3 separate regions of the Mus musculus genome follow, and all the other regions are linked to region 2. A link is a contact called in public Hi-C data. All regions are on one chromosome and are shown on one strand. The core of a region is the stretch at or near the end of the contact, and the rest is flanking DNA. Distances in the headings are between cores, read along the strand shown.

Region 1 (4,415 bases), core at 1,281-3,780, 290 kb before region 2:
AAAAAGAGAAGAGAGGGTCTTAGTGGCTCTTCAGAGACATCCCGCCATGCCGTTCTGTTAGCCTCAAGTACCCTGCCCTCTCAAGAGCCTTCATCTCTACAAAAAGCAACAATCATCAGAATAATTATGAAATGGAAACTACTTTCTTTTCTGACTGTGTACCCTGTTTTCCTCCAAGCAAGGGCTCCGCTTTCATCTGGTACATAAAAGAGCAATGGCTCTCTGTTGAAGGAAGACACATGGACTATCTAATTAGCATTAAAATGCTGTCTCTCATCATTAGCTTCATTCACACTGGAGGTGCCAGCTCTCCAGAAAGAAGCACAGAAGCAATGACCCTAAGCTCCCATTTTTCTTTTCTTTTCTTTTAAAAAAGAAAGAAAGAAGGAAAGAAAGAAAATTAAAGAAGTCCAAAGACCGTGATGTGGTGCCCACTTGAGAGGCCCATGGTGCTGAGTCCAGTGCCCGTGGTGACCTCCCCACACCAACTTCAACTGTCTTTTTGTTGTTGTTTTGAGACAGGGTTTCTCTGTGTAGCCCTGGCTATCCTGGAACTCACTCTGAAGACCAGGCTGGCTTCGAACTCAGAAATCTGCCTGCCTCTGCCTCCCAAATGCTGGGATTAAAGACATGCACCACCACTGCCCGGCTTCAACTATTGTTTTTAAAGCTGTGCTTACTTTATTCTTTTTTATTATTTATTTTCTTTATTTATATTTCATGTATTATCCCCTTTCCTAGTCTCCCCTCTGAAAATCCTCTATCCCCCCACTGTTTCCCAACTCACCCACTCCTGCTTCCTGACCCTGGCATTCCCCTATACTGGGGCATAGAACCTTCACAGAACCAAGGACCTCTCCTCCCATTGATGACCGACTAGGCCGTCCTCTGCTACATATGCAGCTAGAGCCATGAGTCCCACCATGTGTTTTCTTTGATTGGTGGTTTAGTCCCAGGGAGCTCCTGAGATACTGATTAATGTTCAAGAGAGTTTTGCCTGCATTATTGCTGCACACCACATGCTTGATGCACCCATGTAGGCCAGAAGAAGATGTCAGATGTCCCTGAACTGAAGTTTCAGATGGTTGTGAGCTACCATGTGGGTGTTGGACGCTGAGCACAGGTCCTCTGCAAAATCAGCAAGTGTTCTAACCTCTGATCATTCTCCCCATACCAGCTCCCCTACCCCCGAGTGCTTTCTGACACCAAAAGCCCCAACACAAACACACCTGCCACCATTTCTGGGTGTTTTTCTACCCTTGAATATTACCAAAAGGACTTGCAAACACTGTAGTATATCTAGAGCTGTAGTGTATCCATGCAAGTTTCAAACCGAGCCCAGTAGGACAAAATTTGAGGTACTCTTTGAGATGCAGGTATTGCAGGTCTTATACTCAGCTTCAGAGTAGACTCTAGGTAGCCCTTGGTGAATGGGGTCTAACCTCTAGCTGGAATGTATTAGGTTGACTCAGAGACATACAGAGGTCTAAACTGGTCTGGCATGGAAGATATTTGATATTTAAGGACTGGCTGGGGCCAGATGATACCACAATATCCATGATTACATCGTTTCTATGGATACAGCCCTATCTACTGAAGGGGCTCTCTCATTGCTGCCAAAAGCCAATGGCATTCTCTCTTTTTGTGTTGTTGTTCTTGTTGTTTTGCTGAAACATCTAGTGAGGTAGCCTGGGCTAACCTGGACCTTCCTATGTAACTGAGGCTGGTCTTCTCGAATCTTGGAATCCCCCTCCTTACTCCTCCCAAGCGCCGAGGCTACAGGCACACCCCACACCTGGCTGTAGTGGCATCCCATTTATATCTCCTCTATCTATTAAAATAAGAAACCTGTTGGGCTCCTTGATTGCTGTGACGTCTCCTGAGAGAGATTCCCAGCAGAAGACAGTACGATATATTTTCAAAACACATTACAGGAGCACTCCAGACACATCCCAATCCTCTGTGGTCCTGAAGAATGAAATTCTCCCATTTCATCAAAATACTGCAAGATTGAGGGACATAACCATGGGTTTCCATTCCTCCTGTGCCACTTTCTTGTTGGGTTTCTCTTATTCTGACTCCCTAGTTAGGATATCCCTTCCTCAAATGCTCTCTGAGCAACTATGAGAGAGCCGGCTGAACTATCAATACTAGCAACACTTCTGAGCTTTAAAGCCGGGATTTACTAAGCTAGCAGAAATCCTAAATCAGAAGTCTCAGCAGACACTGGTGTGTGCAGGCTTCCTGTGCTCTTCAAAGGGATGCCTCCAATGCCCACGTCATCCTTAGAGTCCATAGATTTTTTTTTATTCTAGATTCTGATCTCCATATCGAGCTTCTGGGTCCTTCTAGGATCCAGCTATGTGGGAAAGCCTCTGGCCATCCTTTATCTCTTGTAGTTTTTTCCTCTTCCCTCTTTCAACTTCCTTTCTTCCTTTAGTTGCTGTGTGAAACGGTTATTGTAGTAAGAACCAGTTAGAAAAGTGACTCAGTTCTTTCTTCCTTGTGTCTGCACTGCTGGAATGCAGCTCTGCTCCTCTTCCAGTAAGAGACAGAGTCTGTTTTCCTTCCCCTTGAATATGAATACACTGTTGTGTCAAGGTTCAAATAACGTAATAAATGAGAGGGCACATGAGTTCCAGGGCTAGGCTTCTCAAGATGCTTTCAGGAATTTTAAATTTCTTCCTCCTCCTTTTCCTCATCCTCGTCTTCATCTTCCTCCTAGTACTTTTATTCTTTCTCTTCTTTCCCTTCTTGTCATTTTATGTGCATGGGTGTTTTGCCTGCATGTATGTCTGAATACCACATGCATGCCGGGTGTCTGCAGAGGCCAAAGAGGATGTCAGATTTCCTAGAACTTGAGTTCAACTAGGTGATCAGCCATCATGTGGGTACTGGGAATTGAGCCTTGATTCAGAAGAGGAGAAGGCAGTGCTTTTATTAGCCGCCGAGTCATCTCTGCAGCCCAGCTTTTAGGATCTCTTGAGAAAGATCCCAGGCGCTTTTGGTAGAAGATAAGAGAACGTACGCAGCAGAGTCAAGTTGGTTAAGTCCTTTCTGCAGCAGCTACGCTATACAGGCAAGTCTCATGCTTAGTCTCACCTCGTCTGAGCAAAATCACCCACCTGAGCCCTAGACGCATGAGAAACCATGTGGTTCTGGATATCAAGTCTTCCCATTGGGAATCGTGATGCCGTGACAGCAAACAGACACAGAAATCTGCTTCTGAAATTGGGCAGCAATGCATTTGGGACAGAGGGACCTACAGGGGTTGAACAAACATCCAGGAAACTTGCTTGACAAAGGCAGGAAAAAAAGATGTTTAGGAAATGATTCAAGGAGAAAGAAAATGAGCCACTTTGGTTAAGAAATGACCAACTGGAAAAAATGCACCTCTGTGGTATGGAGCAAGATCAGATATACACTGATCTACTTAGGGCTTTGGAAAGATGATTTTTAGGAAGTTTTGAAGGTAGTATTTGGTTCTGCCTGGGTGATATGATAAGAATTAGAAAGAAAAAAATACTAATAAATGTTAAAGAAAACAGTGACCAGTTTACAGTGAAAGAATTTTGTCAACTTTAGAGGGCAGTAAACGTGATGGATTAGAAGACGATTCTTTTATCTCTCTTCTCCCTGGTGGAAGAAATAGTCCCAGAACCTGCGGTGTTTCTGCTCCTGGTTCTGTGTGAGATGAGGAGGCATGCTTTACCGATTCCTTCCACTTCTTGTAAGCATTAAGTCTAAGCATTAACACATGGAAAAGCCAGGTAATAACTTAGAAAGCAAATGTTGAAAGATGGGGAAAGAAGACCAGAGTTCAAGGCGCCATCCAGTTGGTGGACTGCAGGACCATCACAAAGGTTATATCTTTGGAATCCGTCTCAGAAAGAGGAGGAATAAGGCAGTACTATAGAAGAATGAGAAAAAAAAATATGGCTGAAAACTTTCCAAATCGACAAGTATAAACTTCAAAGCTAAACAAACCCAAAACAAGAGGGGGGAAAAGAAGAAAAAGAAACACACACACAAATCTATGCCAAGTCGCATTATAATTAAGCATCTGAAAATTAAACAGACTTAAAACTTGAAACAAGCCAGAGAAATAATATATTGCTCATGGTAATAAAATGAGCGTACAAACTCAAAAGACGACAGATTTCTCTTTAGAAAGCAAAAAGGTCAGAAGGAAGAGATGAATGTTTTTTCAAAGGCTAAAATTATTGTCAACCCTTAAAATATACATTGAACAAAGAAATTCTTTAGGAACAAGGAGAAAATAAAAATGGGAGATTAGGGAAACAATGGGACTTTGGCACTGTGAGGTTCTCCCTAGTAGGAGATTCACTAAACAGAAAGAAAATAGTGGAAGAAGGACTCTTAGAACAGAGGGGAAACAGGAAAAATATGGTAAG
Region 2 (4,322 bases), core at 1,539-4,038:
AACATGAGAGGGACTCTAACATCAGCAGCTGTAACACCTGCTAGTCATACCAGCCTCTCAGCCTTCGGGGTGATGAGCCAACTCTGATACCTAAGCCCCTGGGCAAATGGAAGGAATTCCTGAGGCACTAACTGCCAGCCCTGGGCTGGGTAAATCTTGCTAAAGAACAACTTAGACCACAGAGCCAAAGGGCTCCTTCAGAGTAACGGGGAGAGCTCTCAGCCATACCCACCTGCCAGCATGAAGCCCCATCTGCACTTGTGTGTACCCCTTCACCATGGCCATTCATAGGTCCTTGTTTGTCTTGTCTCCTTTGCCTGGCTGTCTAACTTACCATCCCTTCCTGCGATGTATACTGCTGCCATTGACTTTAGAATGGTGTCCCCTCTTGTGCCCGGAGCCCCCAGTGAAGCTGTCACAACACCACACCATCTCCCCCTTACAACCCACCATCTCCTCTTTCTTGTCAAAGGCATGAAACAGGCACTGGAGCATGTCCTACCTGGCAAAGCTTCCAAAATTATGGGTCCCTCCCTTCCCCAGGAACTTGGGAACCTTAGCAGCTCTAAGCATAGAAGTGGCTGGATAAAGAAGGAAGCTGGAGGCTTCCCTGGGGTGAGCAGTCCCCTCTGCCTAATCCTTATTCTTCACTTTAAGGAGCTGGGAACATCCTGGTGGGAGTGAGAAAGAGGCCCTAACAAGGCAGATCTTGGACCTTCTCTTCCCAGTTTCTGGCCTCAGGGAGCTCACAAACTCTTCCTTGCTCTCCTCTCCTCTCTGCTCCTCCCCATGATCCTGGACAGCTTCCTTCTTCCCCTCTTCTTCAAGGCTGCCTCTCTTAATGGGTGACACCACACACACACACACACACACACACACAGCCAAAAAAACAAACAAACAAAAGATTTCATACTAAAATATGGTTTTCCAGTTCCCCTAGAGAAGTCAGAAGGTCTGGCAAGATCTTCCAGGAGGCAGCAGATAGCGCCCCCACCCCGCCCCCAAGCCACCCCTGGAATGCACTATGTGTGCCCATGCAGGCGCTGCCAGCATCATGGTTTTAGCTCAGCTTCACAAGGTCCTGTGTACAAGCCCAGCCTTACCTTGCAGTGAGTGGGTGGGAGGGAGGGGTGAGGGTTTTACATCCTTCTCAGCACCAGATGGACCTCATTCCTGTACACACCCAGGGAAACAAGCAAGTGGGTGGTCGTGGCCTGTTCCCTGGCTTCCTGTTTTCCATTGTGTCTCTGAAAATGAACACATCAGCTCTTCCTTCTAGTTTCTGGTTTGCGGTAGAGTTTAAGTGCCGGAGGGGGGACCAATATGGTAACGAGGCTTGTGCCAAGGGTGTGCACTGCATCCCATTCAAAAGACACAGTGGTCAGAGGGAGGGACAGCTCTAATACAGTGAATAAGGAGGCAGTCTACCAGAAGTTGTTCTCCAAGATTACCTGTGATAATCCACAACTTACACACAGCACTCATCAAAACTAGCACGATTTCTGTAGGGTGTGTGTTGGGGGAACCCTGTAGATGGCACCTCTCTAAAAACTGGGGTCACCTTCTGCCAGCTGCAGTGCCATTCTAGGTCCTGAGGTCAGAGAATGTGTGATAGAGAATTATAGACACCCCATTCCTTAAAGGAATCCATGCCTGCTGGTTACTCACCCCCGGGGCCTTCATCCACGGGAGATGTATGGACATGATATTTTGAAATCTGCATTTTCCTAGCGTGCTCCCTTCCCTGCAACTAGTTCTGGAACAATGGAAAATGGTGTAGAAAAAAGACAGAAACATAAACTTTCAGACTGCTGGCTGCTACTGTGGCACGCCTATGAATGAGTGAGTGAGTGAGTGAATGAATGAATGAATGAATGAATGAATGAATGAATGAATGAATGAATGGTGCCCTCAGAAAGGTAGCTATCTCCCCACCCCACCCCTCTCTCATGGAGTCACAAAAGAAACACAATTCCTTTCTTCTCTTTTCTTCCCCCTAATAAAAGGCTCTTTCTAAAAATCAAAGGTGTCAGACTTTGCTCTCCCTTGCTGGCATGATCCAGAAGATGGCTGAGGAATGACAGATGTCGGCATCCAGCTGCAATGAAGCATGCAAAAGTTTCTCTCTAATCCACTTATTTCTCTGTAGTCACGTAAACCAAAACAAATGGGCAGGGCTTTACATTAGGATGGCAGGGTGGGGGTGGGAGGGACGGGAGGGACCCAAAGCCACAGCACTAGGACTTCCATTGCATAATGCAGCCTCCTCCACGCCATCTTGCTATGATTTTTCCCTCTGCATAAGGAAAAAAAAAATCTCCCTATAGCGTGAAAGGGTCCCTCAACGCAGGGGATCCAGAGAGTCAGCTCCTATGTCCTTTTGTCCCATACAAGATGACATTTCCCAAAGGGGCAGTTGTAAAGGCAGGATAAGGGCGTCATTAGCACAGGGAGGCCGCAGAACAAGCACCCACACGCAGGTACACACAAGCACCCTGTGACACACACATCACACACCAACACCCTGCTAAACTAACAGGATCGGTTTAATCACCAGCACCGTCGTTTTCAACTACTTGAATAAATCCAGGGGAATTATAAACGAAGCCCGTGTGTAATTAAAGTGAGGGTTGTTAGACTCTTCATTTAATAAAACACTTGAAAAGAAAAAGCCCTGGTAGGTCTTTTTCAATGCCAGGGGAAGCCGAAGGGGAGGGGCGCGCGCGCGCGTAGGCGAGAGAGGCCGGCCTCTTTTAGCGTGTAGCTGCGCCCACCTTGTGAACCCATTCCCCTTTCAATCTTGTAAGGAGCTGGGAGGGCGAGGATCGGGTCTGGGGCTCTGTCACCCGCCAGCAGTTGTAACAGCTGCGAAGCGCTCGTTTCAGTGCAGGCGGCAAGGAGAGATGTGACGGATTTCGCCCATGGCAGAATGGCGTTCCGTTTCTGGCCCTTCAGGCAAAAACAGTAAAAGAAAATTCGAGATTTCCCCCCTTAAACTTCCCACAACAACCTCAGCAGAGCCACATGACTCGCCTTCTACAATCTTCCCTGGTGTGCTCACTGCTACTTTGGCAGGAACTCAGAATTACTGTTACATAAATTCCATCTGATGCCAGAGAGACCATCTGTGAGCGGGAGCTGCTTCACCTACGTCTGCCTGCAAAGCCACTCTCCCCGAGACAAGGGAGAAGGGGGGAAAAGAATTTGATTAATTTGCAGAATGCTTGTGATTTGCTCATATATTATTATAACTCCTCATCAGCACATGACAAATCCCCAGCCCTGGGTGCAGGCACCCGTTTGATTCCAGCAGTTTCTTGCGTCGACACCTGACAGACTGCGGAGCTTCTAATGACTTTCAGATGCTTACAAACAGTGATTCTATCTTCAGAATAAAAAAAGGGGGAAAAATTCCATAGGAAGAAAAGAGGAGTGCACTTCTTCCTCTGGCGCAGTTCCTTCCTGGGTACCAACATTGATTTAACTGGGAGGGTGGCTGAAGCTTCTAGAAAGGGGCCCTCCCAGGCCCCACCACGGCTATGACCACACTGCACATAGAAACAAAGACCCCCGGATTCTGGAGGGCAAGTCAGCCGAGGCCACACTCCGGTGATGCCAGACGGTGCCCAGGTGCCGGCCAAGGCTAAGACGGGGTACTCTCTCCCAGCTTCTGCGTTTCAGAACCCTGGTAATTTTGTCCACTTTTAACACACCGATCATCTCTCGGCTTCTACACACACACATCTGTGTGCTGACTGCAGTTTGGTTCCCGCCTCCCCCCCCCCTCCTCCTCTTCTTTGCTTTTAAAACTCTGATTATGCCTCCAAACCTCTGCCTCTGTACTTGATTGCCTGTTTTAGATTAGAGATTTTTAGCCAGGAGACAAAGACTTCCGAATGCACATTAGTCCTGCGTATGAGGACCCACAGAAGGAAAAGCGATAAAACGCAACGTGCCATCTGTCCACAAACAATAACCTGTGTGTTTGGAGGCTCACAAATTACTTAGCACAGAACCTTCCCAAATTACAGAGCCTTGAGACAGAGCAGAGCTGCGAGTGAGACCCTCTTTGATGTCCTTCGGTATTTCCCACCCCCTTGTGCTCGCCCCCCAAATTGATTGCTAACAGTTGAGGAATGTCTCCGTGACAAGTAGATTTTTATTATCTGCATCTTCCCGGTTACATTTGGCCTGGGACCCCAGCAGGCGTGGCTCCCCCCAGCTGCAGCTGCTTGGGACAAGGGGCCCAGATGCAGTCTGTCTCCTGCGTGTGGTTGTGAGCTTGGGGCGGGGGCGGGGGGGGGGGCGGGGGGAGCAGGTCT
Region 3 (4,441 bases), core at 1,416-3,915, 270 kb before region 2:
GCTAAGGGTAGAAGTTCTTCGGGTTCTGAGAAATAGGATGTCTTTTTTTTTTATCAGAATTTTAAAGATGTGTTTTATAAATAGTAGACTATGGGGTGTTGGCTGACATAAAGTCTTTTTTCTAAGGTTTATTACTTAAATTTTATGTGTGTGTGTGTGTGTGTGTGTGTGTGTGTGTAGATGTCAGATCTTCTGGAATTGGAGTTAGAGACAGTTATAAGCCACACAACATGGGCACTTGAAGCTGAACTCTAGTCCTCTTCCAGAGCAACAAGTGCTCTCAACCTGAGTCATCTCTATAACACTCAAAGACTTTTTCTAGGAAGCAAAAAAGTGGGGCAGCCTTTAAGAAGGCCAGAAAGCACTGAATGACCTCTGAGCTCTTTGAGAGTAGATGTTAATTCACTGCCACCTTCAAATACTCAGAGAGTTTCAGGACAGTCCAGTGCCACCAATTGTAGGAGGCTGTAGCCTCCCCCTTAGGCTGCCCGAGCCACACCTTAAAGATGGCGCCTGCCAGATGCAGAGCTGGTGGTGTAAATAAGTCCATATTTGGTGGAGACGTGCCCCTGCCGCCCTGATTGGCTGAAGTCACGTGCCTGGTGAGGTGACGTGGCCTGCCCTGAGTGAATGGGGGCTGAGAGTATATAAGAGTGAGAGGCCCGGGGTTATGGGGAGAGAGATGAAGAGGGAGAGAGATGAAGACTGAAGCTTGCTGAATAAACTGCTATTAGAAGAACTGGTGGTCATGTCGGTCTTGCTGGTCAAGGGCGGATGCGACAGCCAATCTGAGCTTGAAGCATGGTTAGGGTTTCATTTCTCGAGGTCCCCACAGGCTCACATGTGGGATCCCTGGTCCTGAGATGGTGGCACTACTTCAGAAAATTGTGGAAAATTCTCAAGGTAAGGCAAAGTTCAAAGAAATAGGCCACTGAGGGAGGTCATCTTTGAAGATGTATCTCTGACTCCTTCCTTTGAGCCCCACCTGCCCCAACTCTCTTTAAAGGGGTGTGTGTGTGTGTGTGTGTGTGTGTGTGTGTGTGTGTGTGTGTGTGTGTGTTAGTCTGTTGTTGTGAAAAAACATCATAGTCACAGGAACTCAAGGGAAGAAGACTTTAGTTCTACCTTTTGGTTTGAGAGAATGAAGAGTCCATCAGGACAAAGCAACATGGCAGCAAGTGGAAGCCAGGGCAGGAAGCTCACATCCTTAATCACATAAGACAGAGACAGTAAAGAGGAAGTGGAACAAGATCATAACCCTTCAAAGCCTACTTCCAGTGACATACTTCCTTTAGCAAGGTCTCACCTCCTAAACTTTCCCCAAACACCAACTGAGAACCAAGTGTTCAAATGTCTGAGCCTATGAGGAACATTCTCATGAAAACACACCTCTCTCCCCTGCTTCTGTCTGTCTTTCTCCCTCCCTCCCTCCCTTCCTCTCCATCCCCTTCCTCTCTCTGCTTTCCATGTAACTTGAGGCGATTAATTTGTTCTCCTCTCTACAATTCTGGCGTGATGTTCTGCAGCATGCCTGGGAGTGAGACAGCCATGGAAAGAACCCTCTGATACCATGAGTTAAAACAAATATCCCCTCCTGGGAGGTATTTGCGTCAGGTATTGGCTCATAACAACACAACCAAACTGAGGCAATTCCTCTGAGTTGAAAGCAAAACTTCTTAGGGTCGCCCTGGGCCCACTGAACACTGTAGAATATGGAGTTGCCTTTGGCACAAGGACTGAATCCAGAGCCTCATCCTCACGAGTTAAGTTTAGAGGTCCAGGATCACCTGCTTCTCCTGGGCCCAATGCTTCACATGTCCTTCATTCTCCTGTGCCCTGGTTCTTAGGGTTTAGGTATGAGTAGCTGAGAAAACACCCATTGATGCACATGAACTTTTTCATTTGAAGAAAACTGAGCAGCTTCCAAAGCCTCTGCAGCTGGGACTCCTGAGCATCAGAATTGGACATATTTCTTGATGGCAATACCAAACAGACCCAGGTTTCTTGATGGTAAGAAGCAGAGACATGCTAGCAAAATTACGGACAGAAGAGCTACCAAGTTGCTTAGAGAACTATGGATCAGGGTGTATGGAGAACAAAGCTAAACAGTCCAGTCCCGCTAGCATGAGCTTCACTTCCAACCATCCCAGCCAACATCCTTCTGTCTGCTCTGAAGTTTAAGAGGAAAGAATACAATTGCTTGTCTTCAGGCCACACAACCTGACTGTTGACATTAGAAAGAAAAGACTATGCTTGCAGGTGTGGGTTCAGGGGTCCTCATTTCTTCTGTAGGAAGAGGACAGTGGATCTGCATTCCCTATTCCACCAACTGCACATTGTAAGGGAGATGCTATTGTTTCAGGGTTACTGCAGCAGGTCCGGCATATGGACCCAGGTATTTCTAATGCAACGGTCAAGCTAGAAGCCACCACATAAAATGAGCAATATCCTCCCGTGTAGACAACAGATTCAGGACAAGCCAGAAAGTCAGACTTGAGTTTAAAATTCCCCAAGGACCACTGTGCTTTGGCCACACATGGAGAATGTGCCAGGCCCATCCCTCACAGCACCCTGCGCACTCTCCTTCCCCCTCTGCTAACCATTGTAAGGATCCTCCCTTCCCCTCACACATAGGGACACCAGGCTGTATGCCCGAACTCTGTCCACTCCAGTTGCAAACTGCAGACCCTTGGCCCTGACTCCAAGCCAGGGTGTGTGGTCTGCACTTGGGAGGTTGGATCCGAGGAGGAGGAGGTCAGCAGAAATCTGGAAGAGTGGGATTAGGGCCATTTGGCAGGGAGCCCACAGGGCTGCCGTGGTCTGGAGAAGAAGGCCTATTCTAGCCATATCCCACTGTCCAGTGGGGAATTCTGTGGCTGCTCTGGGAAGGCAAGACTTAGGTTTTTCTTGTTTATGGTTAAGAACAAAATTGCACTGTTAGAGGGAGTAGGTGTGGGGAGAACAAATGAGCAAACAGCCATTCATCATTGAATGTTGCTCCTCTCTGCAAATTTGGGGCTTCTGGTGGACCCCCACAGCCTGTCCTTGGCTATCTGTGCTCCTTCAGCCCCATCCCACGCCCTGGCATCTGAGCTCTTCTGAATTCTCCCTTGCTCTAAGGAGTTCCCCACACAGGGTTCCCAGCCATGGGGGTGGGGTCCTCTGTGGATGCAGAAGTGGGTCATCTGAAAGCTGAATTGCTACTTTCACGCCACCCAACACTGCTCTTCCACACTTTATCCTTTTAAGAGCCCCTCGGCCTTCCTTCTGGCAATCTCTGAAGCCCTCATGCTCCTTATTTGTGAAATCCCAGAGGAAGGAGTTTGAACTTGATCTCAGTTGCTGCCCACAGGATAAGGGACTGCCCCACAAAGAAACCTTCCCCAGCCTTACTTCCATGACTGCTCTCCTCAAATAAATGTGTACAGACACATTGGACCTTAGGGCCCTTTCTAGCTCCGTGCTCAAGGCCCAACTATATACCTACCTTCTCTGCTGAGAGTGACTTCTACCACATTCACGATCCTCCTGCCCTTAGGGCTGACCTCAAGTCCCAGGTCCAGCAAAGGAAGCTTGTGGCTGTAGCAGAGCCTGTCCTTTCACAGCCTGTACCCCAGGCTCTGCCCATCCACACCCTGCACCCCCAGGGCCCTGGATCCCCACCTGGAGCACTCAGCATTATATATATTTTGTTCTTACCACCTGAGATATTTTTTCCTAAGTCTGTTGCTGGAGTCCTCTATGCTATCACTAACTCAAGCTGTTTGGCTTAAATTATCTAATTCCCAACTCAAGGCCATGCTGAGATCCTTCTCAGCTGCCCGTCTTACTGGCCTGGAATCCAAATCTCAACTACATATTTCCCTTCCATTTCAGACAGAGAGCTTCCCTTATTGCCGAAGGAAAGGCAGTTTCCTCTCCCAAACTGCATCTGGCTGTAGAGGTGCCGGGATTACAGATGTATCCTCCATATCCTACTTTTTATGGGTAGTGTCAGGATTAGAACTCAGCTTCCCATCCTTGGTATGACCATCCTTTTCCCCACAGTCATTCCAACCAGCAGAGTGAGCTGTATGTAGTTGGGTGTGCCTGCAGAGTCAGAGCAAAAGCATCTTGGTATTCTCTTGGACAGTTTTTGTGGTCTACCCATCCATCCATCTCCTTGTCTACCCACCTTCTCTCAATTCTCTATTTCCTGTTGCCCCTCTTTCCCTTTCATCTTCCTCTTTGCTTAGAAGGAAACTTACTGTAAGACAACTCTGCCCAGCAACTTTTATAAACGGTACCCAACATTTATCACATTTGTGTTCAATATTTTTCTTACATATAAAGACCTGACAACCTGCTCCTCTATGATAGATGTACTTATTTTTTCTAAACTATCACTAACCAAGCATATCATTTTCATACAGTAAGTGTATATTCAATTTTCTACAGTTTT

The links. A called contact is a pair of places that touch in the nucleus more often than the background predicts.
Region 1: a contact with region 2 is called in a Hi-C map of uterus, with 4 times the contacts expected there. The contact joins two enhancer-like sites. A contact is called at or near these places in 1 of 484 Hi-C or Micro-C datasets (uterus) and 2 of 115 datasets of contacts at active chromatin or transcription factors (embryonic basal ganglia and neural tube).
Region 3: a contact with region 2 is called in a Hi-C map of uterus, with 2.8 times the contacts expected there. The contact joins two enhancer-like sites. A contact is called at or near these places in 5 of 484 Hi-C or Micro-C datasets (nephron progenitors and uterus) and 2 of 115 datasets of contacts at active chromatin or transcription factors (fibro-adipogenic progenitors and neural tube).

Annotation. Positions count from the first base shown.
Region 1 is chr7:37,044,446-37,048,860 of GRCm38.p6, forward strand. No RefSeq gene overlaps it. Among named protein-coding and RNA genes, the nearest start is that of Gm36830, 46 kb to the right of the region's middle. Within about 2 kb of position 2,531, at least 2 of the 459 cell types and tissues checked have an H3K27ac peak or open chromatin away from gene starts, as enhancers often do. A contact at or near this core is called in uterus, where this site is marked.
Region 2 is chr7:37,334,248-37,338,569 of GRCm38.p6, forward strand. It overlaps a transcript of Zfp536 not described here. Among named protein-coding and RNA genes, the nearest start is that of Gm30483, 8.4 kb to the left of the region's middle. Within about 2 kb of position 2,789, at least 96 of the 459 cell types and tissues checked have an H3K27ac peak or open chromatin away from gene starts, as enhancers often do. A contact at or near this core is called in uterus, where this site is marked.
Region 3 is chr7:37,062,131-37,066,571 of GRCm38.p6, forward strand. No RefSeq gene overlaps it. Among named protein-coding and RNA genes, the nearest start is that of Gm36830, 28 kb to the right of the region's middle. Within about 2 kb of position 2,666, at least 6 of the 459 cell types and tissues checked have an H3K27ac peak or open chromatin away from gene starts, as enhancers often do. A contact at or near this core is called in uterus, where this site is marked.